Regions from separate parts of the Capsicum annuum genome. Here region 1 is linked to region 2. The links are chromatin contacts, called in public Hi-C maps. All regions are on one chromosome and are shown on one strand. Each heading gives the region's core, a stretch centred on a gene start, on an enhancer-like site or on the middle of the called end of the contact. The rest is flanking DNA. Distances are from core to core; before and after follow the strand shown. Region 1 has its middle 100 kb from the start of LOC107863442. Region 2 holds the start of LOC107863442 (putative glycerol-3-phosphate transporter 1).

Region 1 (6,080 bases), core at 2,456-4,955, 100 kb before region 2:
ACTGTAACCATTCATTGTCTTCCTTGGTAAGGAAAATAGTTTTAATTCCATTGGTTACTTTCCCCATATCATCATTATTATTTGTTAGGGGTGAACTTATCATGGCCGCTTGATTCACTGCAATCCTTCATGTCTAGATCGGTCATATATTCATCGGCTAATAGTTAAGACTTACTATTCTCAATTGGTGATCTTATAACTTCAATATGCGGTGGTTTTGATTGGAGGCTAAATCCATATTATTGTTGTTGGTAGGCATAACTTTCCTAAGGATTGGTTGATTTATTTTTAATGTAAGAGAAAAAACTCTGAAGAGAGAGAAGTAAAATGCGTTCTAGCCCAATTAGTTCTATGTGCATATGTGATCATTTACTTTTCATATGTTATATCTAATTCCGAAACTGAAATGTTGTGCTTGCGGAAAAAAGGAAATACACATAATATTCAAGTAAATATTAGAGTCAGACTCAATTTATTGGTGATCTTGAAGTAAATATTGGGTTTGAAATCATCCATAATGCCGAAACTATTGATTGCAAATTATATCAGAGATAAATCAAATGACAAATAAAATTATATTAAAAAATATAATATTATTAATATGATTTGATTTGGCATACATATTAAAAACTAATATAAAAAAAAGACACAAAAATTATTTGAGAGAAAATTTACCATAACCAAGACTCTTTTGAGGACTGCATTGTGGATACTATTATGTTGTGATATAAAAAAAGTGATTTTCAATTTAAAGAAGTTCAAACTTTTCTATAAAAGAAGAGGTTAATCAAATATAGAAGAGAATTATATTTTCTTTTTAGAAAAAATAAAAATAGTTATGATATTACTTTGACTTAACTTCAAGGAAAAAAAAATAAGACAAAGCCCTAACAAATACACAGAGGTGATGGTAATTTATGATTTGTAATAATGGTAGAATATTTACCTTCTTTTTAGTTTAGGAATATTTATTTTTCATCCTACATTAATTGGATAATATTTAGTTTTCTTTTAGTTTAACATCTATAAAAAAAATACTATATTTTATTTATTTTATTACATTTATCTCTCTATAAATAGATATGTAGTCTTTTATTTTTAATGCAAAAAAAAAGTAATGAATCAATGAAATGAGTCTTTTTAAAATTTTCTCTTGGATTTTGCTTCTCATCTCTTCCATTCCATAACAAATATGAGTTACCCAGTTGTTTCTCACAATTCGCTCAAACTGCCCTTTCAAGAAAAAATAATTTAGTTCCTTCATGTATTATTTAGGAGTGTATAATTTCAGTTTCACCAAAGATCTTTTTTTCTCGTGTTATTCACGAATTTAAACCCCTCACCCCCGCCCCACCCCCTGCCCCCAATCCCGCAGCTCCACAAAAAAAAAAAAAAAAGAAATAAGAAAAAAAAAAGATCATTTCACGTCACCTCATCAATAAGCAATTGAAAATAGAAGCAGATCAAGAATTTGAAGTTTATAACTTTTAAAGTTTCGCTCATGCATTCATGTTGCAACTTGATTTTTCAAAAAGTTGCTCCCTCCGTTTAAAAAAGAAAGATCTACTTTAACTTGGCACAAAGTTTAAGAAAATAAAGAAGATTTTTGAATCTTGTATCCTTACATTAAAGTTGTGTCAAATGTACCAAAATACTCTTTAATCTTATGGTCCTAAACATATCATGTGGAAAGTTAAAATTAAAGTATTGCCAAAAAAGAAAAGGGGTCATTCTTTTTTAAACATACTGAAAAAAAACGTAAGTCATTCTTTTTTAAACGAATGGAGTAAAACAAATCGTCTGGCATCATTGATATTTCATTCATTATTTAGGATTACTTGATATTTGATATGGAAAAGATAAGTATAATGAATAATGAGGTATCTCTTTCCATCCTTTTGTCCTAATTCCAAGTTTCCAAAGTAAGGGAAAGGAAGTTATTTGGATAATTCTAGTTCATACCACAAACAAGTTGTTATAATGTCCCCCACTTGATTGCAAGAAAGAAGGGAATTGCAATATGCCCACATATATGCACTCGTACTGAAAGGACTGCAACTGTTGCCAACACTTTTAATGGTTTGGGATTTTGGATAAGGAAAATTCTTGCAAAAAGCCCAAACTGAAAGCGATTGACGCATGCTAACGAAGTTTCCCTTCTTTTCCTCCATACCATTCAATTATTTCAAACGAGACAAAAAAAAAGTTCAATTATTAATATATTTATTTGGCCCTCAGAAATTATGTGGCGGACCTAAAGGGAAACAAGGGGGTTCAACTGAATTCACTACACTGAAATGGTGCTTCCTCTAATCCAATCTAAGTAAATTGTTGGAGCTCTCGACTAAAATAAGTCATTTTTTAAATGAATTCATCAAAGTAATACGATTATTAATTAAAAAGAATTATTAAATACGATTATATAATGTTAAAATAGACTTTATAAAAATAATTATTTTTTCTTAAAAACGCAAAGCCTCAGTTTGATTTTTGTCTTTGGTCATGAATTTGCTTGAATCGCCCCTGTGTGAGTAACTAGACTCAGCAACTCTGTCACATCAGAATTTTTGTATAAATCTGACGTTAAATTCATTACTACCAATTACGTTTTAGCTTTAAAACGTTACTACCAATTACGCTTTAGCTTTAAAACGTTGCTCCGAGTAATGATACTATCAAATCAACTCAAAACTCTGTGACGTCAGAGGTTTGAGTTACTTGGAGTTACGTTACTCGAAGTAACGTTTTAAAGTTAAAACGTAATTGACAGTAACGAATTTAACATCAGATTTGTACAAAAATTCTTATGTAACAGGGTTGCAGAGTCTCGTTACTCACAGTAACGTTTTATGTCAAAAACATTACTGACAATAAAATTTTATGTCAAAAACGTGTCCGACAGTAACGATTTCTATTTTAACGTCATCCACAGCTTTTTTTTCCGTTAATTTTTTTTTAAAACATAATACGTTATTGGGAACAATGTTTATACTAGTTTAGTAACTTTAGTGAGTTCACTTAAAAAATGAAATGGTACTTCCTCTAATCCAATCTAAGTAAATTGTTGGGAAGTGACACAATGTTTAAAGAAGATATTTAAGAACATAAAGCAAAGTATATTATTGAGATATTACCCTTTCAATTCTTTTGGAACTCGCCTAGTAAAAAGTCGTTATTTGGGATATTAAAATGGAAAACAAAAAAAGGTAAATATGGGGAAAGGAAATATGTACTTAATACACTGTTGAACTTTAAAAAATTCACTTATTGTGGATTATAAAAATAAGTCTTAACAGTTCGTTTATATCGGACTAGAGAAAATCTTACGCAAATAAAGTAAAATAAATTTCTATCTTCGTCACTATTTTAGTCTTATAGATTATTTTTTTAAACCTGATAGCTCTTATGAACTTTCTTTCCTTTCATTCTATATTCTATAATAATAATTATCCGTGCCACCCTAAATGAGCAATATTGAAATGGTGTGTCGCTTCCTCGTTTTTCACTTGATTGTCACATGAATCATCTGCTATTGAATTATTTGTAAGAAAACACATGAAATCTTTTTTTCAAAGTTCATTGATTGATCTAACGTGCTACTCCACTTAATTTGTTAGTGAAAAAAAACATTGAGCTTTGGTTTTTAGGGTCAGTGATTCTGAAGCCACCAATACCTACCATTGTTATGCAATTGGTCCACCAATGGTAAAGCACATGTAGACGAATCTATTGACTAGACAACCATCCAGCATTACTCTATTAGTATATACTTTTAATAATATTTTAATTTCAACTTTCAACATGACATATTTAGAACCACAAGATTAAAGGGTATTTTAATACATTTAACATAACTTTAATTTAAGGCCACAAGATTCAAAAGTCTTGTTAATTTTCTTAAATTTTGTATCGAATCAAAATAAGTCATTTTTTTTAAACGGAGGGAGTAATATTTTTGCAGTAGTATGGTAAAAAAAAAAAAAAAAAGTTGGTCCAAGAGAAAATCCACGTCATCCACTACTGATACCAGTATATTTGCCACGTAGGATATGTGGGGTCGGTCAAGCTGGAGGAAGAATCAGAGAATCTGCGTATGGAATTATGCTTTTGGAGGATGCGAATATCCATTTTTGCACAGAATAAATAACAATTAAAAGTATCTGGTTTTCTCAGATTTTAATTCGTTCAAATGCCGGCTGATCCAATGACAAAAATACCCGCCAGCTTATAGTATTTGAAATGCTGGAATTACTTAAATGCCCTTTCAGCACTAACGTGCCCATTTTGGTAAATGACTGTAAACCACAATGTATAATTAATCATAATGGAACAATTGATTGCAATTTTATGGGGTCAATTTGACATAAGAACAAAAAGGCAGACATGTCGTGGTTGTTATCAATGGATATAGATTTGTTATGTTAATTATTAATGGATATAGATTTGGTTATTGAAGGTAGTTAGAATTTCAATTTCAAGATGATTTTACTGTAATCTGCATACTCTTATCTTTTATCAGATGGAAAAAAAATTATTTTAGTTGCTCCAGCCTCTAAGTTGATTTCAATTCTATTTCCTTGATGATTCTTCCGTATAACTTTATTTACTCTTTTTCCTATTTAAAAAATTTGGTATTTTTTTTTTAAAAAAAAAATTTTTAGCTTTTAGCTTCTCCAAGGCAAATTGCATTCCATTTATATACGATGTCATTGTCCCCACTTGATCTTAAGCAACATAGAAAGTCGAATGCATGGAAATACCCACATAAAAGACTTGTCTTGTCCTATAAGGACAACAATGTACTGTCGAGGCCCATAATGTATTGAAATGGGATTTTGTTACAAGAAAGTTCTCTGACAAAAGCGCAAATTGAAACAATATGAAGTATGATACTCAATTTTCCGGCCCTTTCCTTTCATTTACTATTTAATTACTCCGAAACAGAGTAAAAAAAAATTCATCTTTTGTTCGATCTGTCTTGGGTGGGGTGATGAAAAATTCTCAGTCGGTTTAGATTATTTTTTTTTTCATTAACATGTGATAGAGCGGAGTGGTTTGGGGAGTCTGATGGGAAAAGACAAAGATATCACCAAATCTAATTGACAAGATAGTTCGATGGATCCCGTATTATGTCGATTTTGTAAGTTGGACACTTTTACTTATATGTTTGTCATCTAAATCATTGAACCCACCAAAAAATAATATTTCAAACCCGTTGACCAAGCTTATGTGGCATTAAAAGTCTGACTAGGACGAGGCGCGTGTAGGCACGCGCCTAAGGTGCGAGTGGGTCAATTTTTGATCAATTTTATATTAAAATAATTTTTAAAAAAATAAAAATAACATTAAAATTTAAAAAAATAAATAAAGGTCTTTTTTTTCCTTCATCTTTCTTAATTTAAAAATATTTTTAAAAAAAATTTAAAAAAAAGACCTTCCCCAACCCCAACCCCACCCCAGCCTCCGTCCAGCCCCTCCCCACCCACCCAGCGCCCGTACATACCCCTCATCCACCCACCCCACCCCAGCCCCGTCCAACATCCCCTATTCCCCCAACTCCAGCCTTCTCCCCCGCTGCCCCCTACCATTTCCCCAGCCTCCTTGTCCCCCGCTGCCCCCCACCATTTACCCAACAAAGAAACTTTCATTCAATCAATTCACAAAAATTTTAAGAATTTTTAACATTGAATTTTAATCAATCCACACAAATATTCACATTGAATTTCAAGAATTTTCGACATTCTTGAATTACCTAAATCACAAGAAATCTCAAGAAAAATAAAAATTGAATCTTTACTTTGAATTTCAAGAATTTTCAACTTTCTTGAATTACCCAAATCACAAAAAATGTATAAAAATTGAGTTTTTACATTGAATTTCAAAAATTTGAAACTTTCTTGAATTACCCAAATCACAAAAAATCTAAAGAAATCATAAAAATTGAGTCTTTTCATTGAATTTTAAGTTTTTTGAATGACCCAAATCACAAAAATCCCTTCTTTCCATACTTCTTAAATTTTTTGTCTCACTTTTTAATTTTTTTCGTAGAGCAAGAAGAAGAAGAGGAAGAGGAAGAGGAA
Region 2 (5,803 bases), core at 1,593-4,092:
GAGAAAAAATATTATGGTGAGGATTAAATCCTTAAAATATGGTTTGCAATAATCAGAATACCCTTTGATAGCAATATCTCTGCATCAAAATATAAATTATTTAGTGAGGCAACGCAAATCTGAAACTATTGGTGCATCAAAACTCAATGTTGATTTTCGGATATCACCTGAAAAGATCTCGATTGTATTAAATTGTCAATTTTGAATATATTATATATCTTTATGTCTAGTTTCACAAGAATCAAACAGCTTGAAATTTTGTCATTCCTGCTTCAAGAAATGAAAGTTCTAGTAAAGACACGTAGATCTGAAATTTTTAGCATGATAAAATTCAGGGCTAAATTCAAAAAATTATCAGGATTTATATTGATGGAATTTAAAGCTGAATTTTTGATATGTTATAGATCTCGAAGTCTAGTTTCTAGGATATTAAACGCTTCATGATTTCGATATTCCTACAATAAGATATAAATTTTCTACCACTAAGATGTTGTGTTGAAAAGTAGTGACGAAAATCAAAGAAAAGTAGGAGGGAAAAAAATACCTCAATATTGTTCATGGCTTGAAAACCCCAAAATTGACATTGAAAAGTGTGGAATCTATATCCTTTTATAGAGTTGTAGGATGTATCTTTCTTTCTCCAATATAAATTTGAATTGGAAGAGCTTTCATTTCCAATACAAATTTAAATTGGAGGTTGTTTTCTTCTGCCGTACAAATTCAAATTGGAGGTTGTTTTCTTCTCTCATACTAATTCAAATTGGAGGTTGTTTCCTTTTTCAATACAAATTGGAAGAGTTTCCATCTCCAAATTCAAATTGGAGGTTATTTTTTTCCCCATACAAATTCAAATTGAGAGTTGTTTCCTTCTCCAATATAAATTCAAATTGGAAGAGTTTTATTCCTGGTTAAGTAAGGCGGTAAAAGATTTTTCAAAATCTATTTGGAATGAGATATTTTGCCTTACCATCGGGTCTTACATGTAGAGATTCATGAAAAAAAAGAAATTTTTTAAGAGGCAATATCAATATGTAAATTGCATGGTTCAGCTTTATAGAAATCTTTGAAGCATGAAGGAAGCATGTTTAAATAAATTATACTTCAAGTCTAGTCCTAAAAAGATTAAATATCTTGACAAGTCTTGAAGTAGGGAGAATTTGTGGGCGATTAGATTTTATTAAATTTAAATCCGTATGAAATTCGAGTTATATTAAATTCAAAATATATTAGTCTCAAATAAATATTGTAGATTAATATAATTGAATTAATTATTTAAGTTCAAACATGTATGAATCTAAATAAAGTCCAATATGTATCGGACTAGTAATTAATTTGAGCTACAAATGATGAGCCCACTTTGTTAAGCCCAATATATTATCATATTCTAGAGGCCCAAATGAGTGCCATATGGCAAATGACATTGCATGCCAAGTTAAGTGAAGGAGCCAATAGGACCGTGCCACATGTCAAAATGATGCAGCAGACCCAATGAAATCAAAGCCCATAAAAGGCGCTACGTCACTTGAATTTGATTGGTCAGAGAAAGTCCATATTCATCATGACTCTTCCCTTTCCACAACTATAAATAGGAGTTTCATAATTTAGAAAAGGACCCCTCAGAACTCTAATAAGAAGCAAGAGAAAGCTCGTAGATCAAACACTGTAATTTCTCTACAAAACTCAAGCATTCAAATCAAATTTATCAAGATTCAAGATCAATACCGCAATATTCATGAACAAACTCAAAAACCCTTGAATTCAAATACAAGTCAAGATCAAGTCCCCCAAACCAACAAATTAAGATCAAGCTTTAAGTCCTTGAATTTATATTTGAAAAGGTGTATTAGAGGATTCATAGAAATTGTAACACTCATTTACAATATTTTTTTTTCTCAATTATTTATTATTTTCACCAATTGAGAATTTTATTGTCCAACAGTGTATTATTCCATTGAGTAATTTTATTTCCTTTGTTTATAGGTAGACAAATGTCAAAGGGTGTTTCAGAGCATAAATTCATATTTTTTTCTTTCTTTAGCTTTACTTCAATTCAAAGGTATCACATAAATTAAATTGAGATAAGAAGAGTAACTATTACCAATATTCAGCGAGAAAACTTTTTAAGGAAGGTTATATAGTTTCTCCGATTTAAAATAGTTGACCTTTATTGACTTAATACTTTCTTTGAAGAAATATTTATTAGGATTTATTTTATTAAATTAACTTTATTAATTTTGCTTTGAAAATATAAATTTGAGTTTATACACTTCATGTAGTCATTTAATAATAGAAGTAGTATTAAAGAAATAAAATAAAATTGTCTTGATTTCATAAGAAGACAACTAAATTGAAACACACATTTTAGGAAAAAACCCATAATATTCCTATTAATTTATGTTTACTATTGTCTTGAAATTAATCTAAAGAATAAATACTTAATATTAAATATAAAATAATTATATTTTTTGATGTATAAAAAATAATAAGTAAAAATTAAAATTTAATTAAAAAAATAAGCAACGAATAATAGCGAACTGGAGAAAGTAAGAAATGGCGGTCAGGATCATATAATTTATGAGGGGCTTTTAAAAAAGAAAGGTCTTTAAGAGATAATACATCATTAATAAAGCTCTTTTGGAAATTCAAAAGAAAGTAGTGGTCAATTGTCAAAAGAGAAAAAATGTCATTACAAAATCATCAATCTCCTAAGAAAGGGATAAAAATGTCAATTAACACCTAATCAAGCATCGCAGCTGAGAAAGCAACAGGGGGTAATATTGTCATTTCGAAACTCAAGCATGTTGATGTTATCGTCCGCTTTAAATACAGCTAACTCAGTTCGTCTACTCTCAGCTTTTGCTCAGCCCATTTTTATTCATTCCTCAAAAGCAACTTACTATATTTGAAGATACATATATTTAATCTTTTCTTTCTCTCATCATACATTCAGACCACATAGATTTTATTGTTTCCAAAGAGACGCGAACGTTCTTCTAAATTATTCACAAATACAAGGTTAGCTTCGATTTTCTCAACGTTCTTTATATTTTAATTACTCTTTTTTTTTTTTTTTTTTTTTTTTTTTTTATATATATCTTTAGCTAATTGTCTATCTTTTTACCATTCTGCGTGACTCGTGAGTTCTGGGTTCGGACTTTTCATTTATGCTAATATTTTTTAAAGACTTCGGTCAGATTTTAAGATATGGAAGGTATGGAGGCATAAAATAGACCTTGTAGTTTGACTCATGCATAGCGGGAGCTTTGGTATAAAAGAGAAAATTTTCTTTTATTGATTTGGTTGGTGAGGTGTTGTTGTTCTCTCAGAATTAGTCACTTTTGTCAAGTTGAACAATATGGGTCAGCTTTGAGTAATAAATTGATGAGATTGCTTAGGTGATACAGGAATTTTATGTTTGAATTAGCTTCTTATGTAATCCAATTAAATTTGTAATTCTCCATTATCATAAATTTAAGAAAAGTGAGATACTTTCCTTGAACGAATTTTAAGATTTTCTATGAGATCGTTGGTTTCTGTTTTCTTTATCTGGTAACTTTGTTTAAATAAGAATGTTTACAATAATGTAATTCGACTAAGCCCCACACTAGTTAAACCTGAGATAATGGAATTTCGTTTTCTCAAGTTTTCGATTTTGTCAAACAGTTCTCTGGTTTTGATCTTAAATTTTCTGTCTTGTTTTATCTTGTTACAGATCGTTTTCTTGATCTATAAAAGGGGAAAAGTTTTTATTATCTTCCTCTTAATCAGTTTCTTTGACCAGCAATTGATGGGATCTCTACCTGAGCCAATAATGGATGAAAATTATAGCAAGCCCCCTGGAATTAGGGTCATGGAGAGGGCAAAGAAGTCGAGCCTTTCGTTCAAGACATATCAAGCCATTGTCCTAATTGTAACATTTTTCGCATATACAAGTTACCATGCTACTAGAAAAACTACGAGCATTGTTAAAAGTGCTTTGGATCCCCAGGCCCCTGATGGTTTAAAGTTTCCGTGGCAAAGGCATACCAATCCGGTGTGGAATCAAAGTTCAAAACTTTCTTGGATGCTTAAAGATGGCTGGGTACCATTTAACGGCCCTGATGGTACAGCGTTGCTTGGTGAACTTGATGTGTCTTTCCTTTTTGTATATGCCATGGGAATGTATTTCTCCGGGCACGTTGGCGATAGGATGGATCTAAGAATATTTTTGACAATTGGAATGGTGGGAACTGGTTTATTCACTGCCCTTTTTGGAGTTGGATATTGGGCAAATCTACACTTCTTTTATTACTATCTAATAGTCCAAATGATGGCTGGATTGTTCCAATCCACAGGATGGCCCTCGGTGGTTGCCGTAGTTGGGAATTGGTTTGGAAAAAAGAAGAGAGGACTTATAATGGGTATTTGGAATGCTCACACCTCTGTCGGTAACATTACTGGTTCTTTGGTTGCTTCAATCTTGTTAAAGTATGGATGGGGTTGGTCTATGGTTGTTCCTGGTAGCCTTATTGCTGCCGTTGGCATGGTGGTATTCCTTTTTTTGCCGGTTCATCCTGAATCTGTGGGAGCTAATAAAGATGAAGATGAAGTGTTCTCTCCTAGAAAAGAAGGCGAGGAAGTAACAGAGCCTTTGTTAAGATCAGATAGAGAAGAGGAATCAGCCGTGGGTTTTATTGAAGCATGGAAGATTCCCGGTGTAGCACCTTTTGCTCTTTGCCTTTTCTTTGCAAAGTTGGTAGCGTACACATTTTTGTATTGGCTGCCTTTCTACATTAGTCACACAGGTATGCTAAATGTCATGTATTTATTATGCTAGAGTTGCTGTCTTTTGTATTAGATATTTATCATATATTACTTGAAAGTTTCTCTGAACTCTTGTCCCCTTGATATTTTTGCAGCTATAGAAGGAAAGTATTTATCCAATGAGGAGGCTGGAAACTTGTCGACATTGTTTGATGTTGGAGGGGTAGTAGGTGGAATCCTAGCAGGTTACATATCTGACCGCTTAGATGCCAGGGCTATAACTGCTGCTAGCTTCATGTACTGTGCTATCCCGGTTCTCTACTTCTATCGCAGCTATGGGCATGTCTCCATGACTGTAAACATCATCCTCATGTTGATCACTGGAGTATTTGTCAATGGGCCTTATGCATTGATAACAACTGCTGTTTCGGCTGACCTGGGAACACACTGCTCTCTGAAAGGCAATTCACGAGCGCTTGCAACTGTCACCGCCATTATTGATGGCACTGGCTCAATTGGAGCTGCCATTGGGCCACTTCTAACCGGTTACATTTCAGCTAATAGCTGGAGTGCTGTATTTACAATGCTCATGGGATCAGCTTTCGTAGCTGGTTTATTTCTGACCAGGCTTGTTGTAGCTGAAGTTGGTGCGAAGATTCAACAATTAGGGTCCCAAGGATCATCACCTAGATCAAGGTCCCCTGACCTTCTAGTGTGAAAATAATAATTGTGGTATTCTTTTATTGCTTTTTGTGAATGCATTTGAAGCCTTGATTCAAATGTTAGCCTAGGATCGCAGAGATATAGAGTTGGACTTGCTGATCACTCCCAATATCATGAAATGCCATTTCCACATGTACATTCTTGTGTGCCAGAAAAGGATCTAATACATCACTTAGTGTAGTGGGAACCTGGGTTGTTGGGCGTTTTGTACATAATCTATTTTTTTGATTGAATAAAACCAGTTCATCCTCCCAAAAGCTTCAGATGGTGAATTTACTTGTAATTGAAAAATTGAAGAACAATTATTGATAGTTGTATCCATCTAAAGTCATGGCTA

What was found. A called contact is a pair of places that touch in the nucleus more often than the background predicts.
Region 1: a Hi-C map of leaf shows a contact between it and region 2, with 2.4 times the contacts expected there. The contact joins the enhancer-like site here to the promoter of LOC107863442 in region 2. A contact is called at or near these places in 3 of 5 Hi-C or Micro-C datasets (leaf and placenta).

What each region holds. Positions count from the first base shown.
Region 1 is chr3:191,698,761-191,704,840 of UCD10Xv1.1, reverse strand. No RefSeq gene overlaps it. Among protein-coding and RNA genes, the nearest start is that of LOC107863442, 100 kb to the right of the region's middle. Within about 2 kb of position 3,705, at least 3 of the 5 cell types and tissues checked have an H3K27ac peak or open chromatin away from gene starts, as enhancers often do. A contact at or near this core is called in leaf, where this site is marked.
Region 2 is chr3:191,598,346-191,604,148 of UCD10Xv1.1, reverse strand. It overlaps LOC107863442 (putative glycerol-3-phosphate transporter 1), which reads left to right and starts at 2,842. Exons shown (of 3, transcript XM_016709352.2): 1 at 2,842-3,015; 2 at 3,713-4,784; 3 at 4,899-5,803. The coding sequence starts at 3,788. The coding sequence ends at 5,461.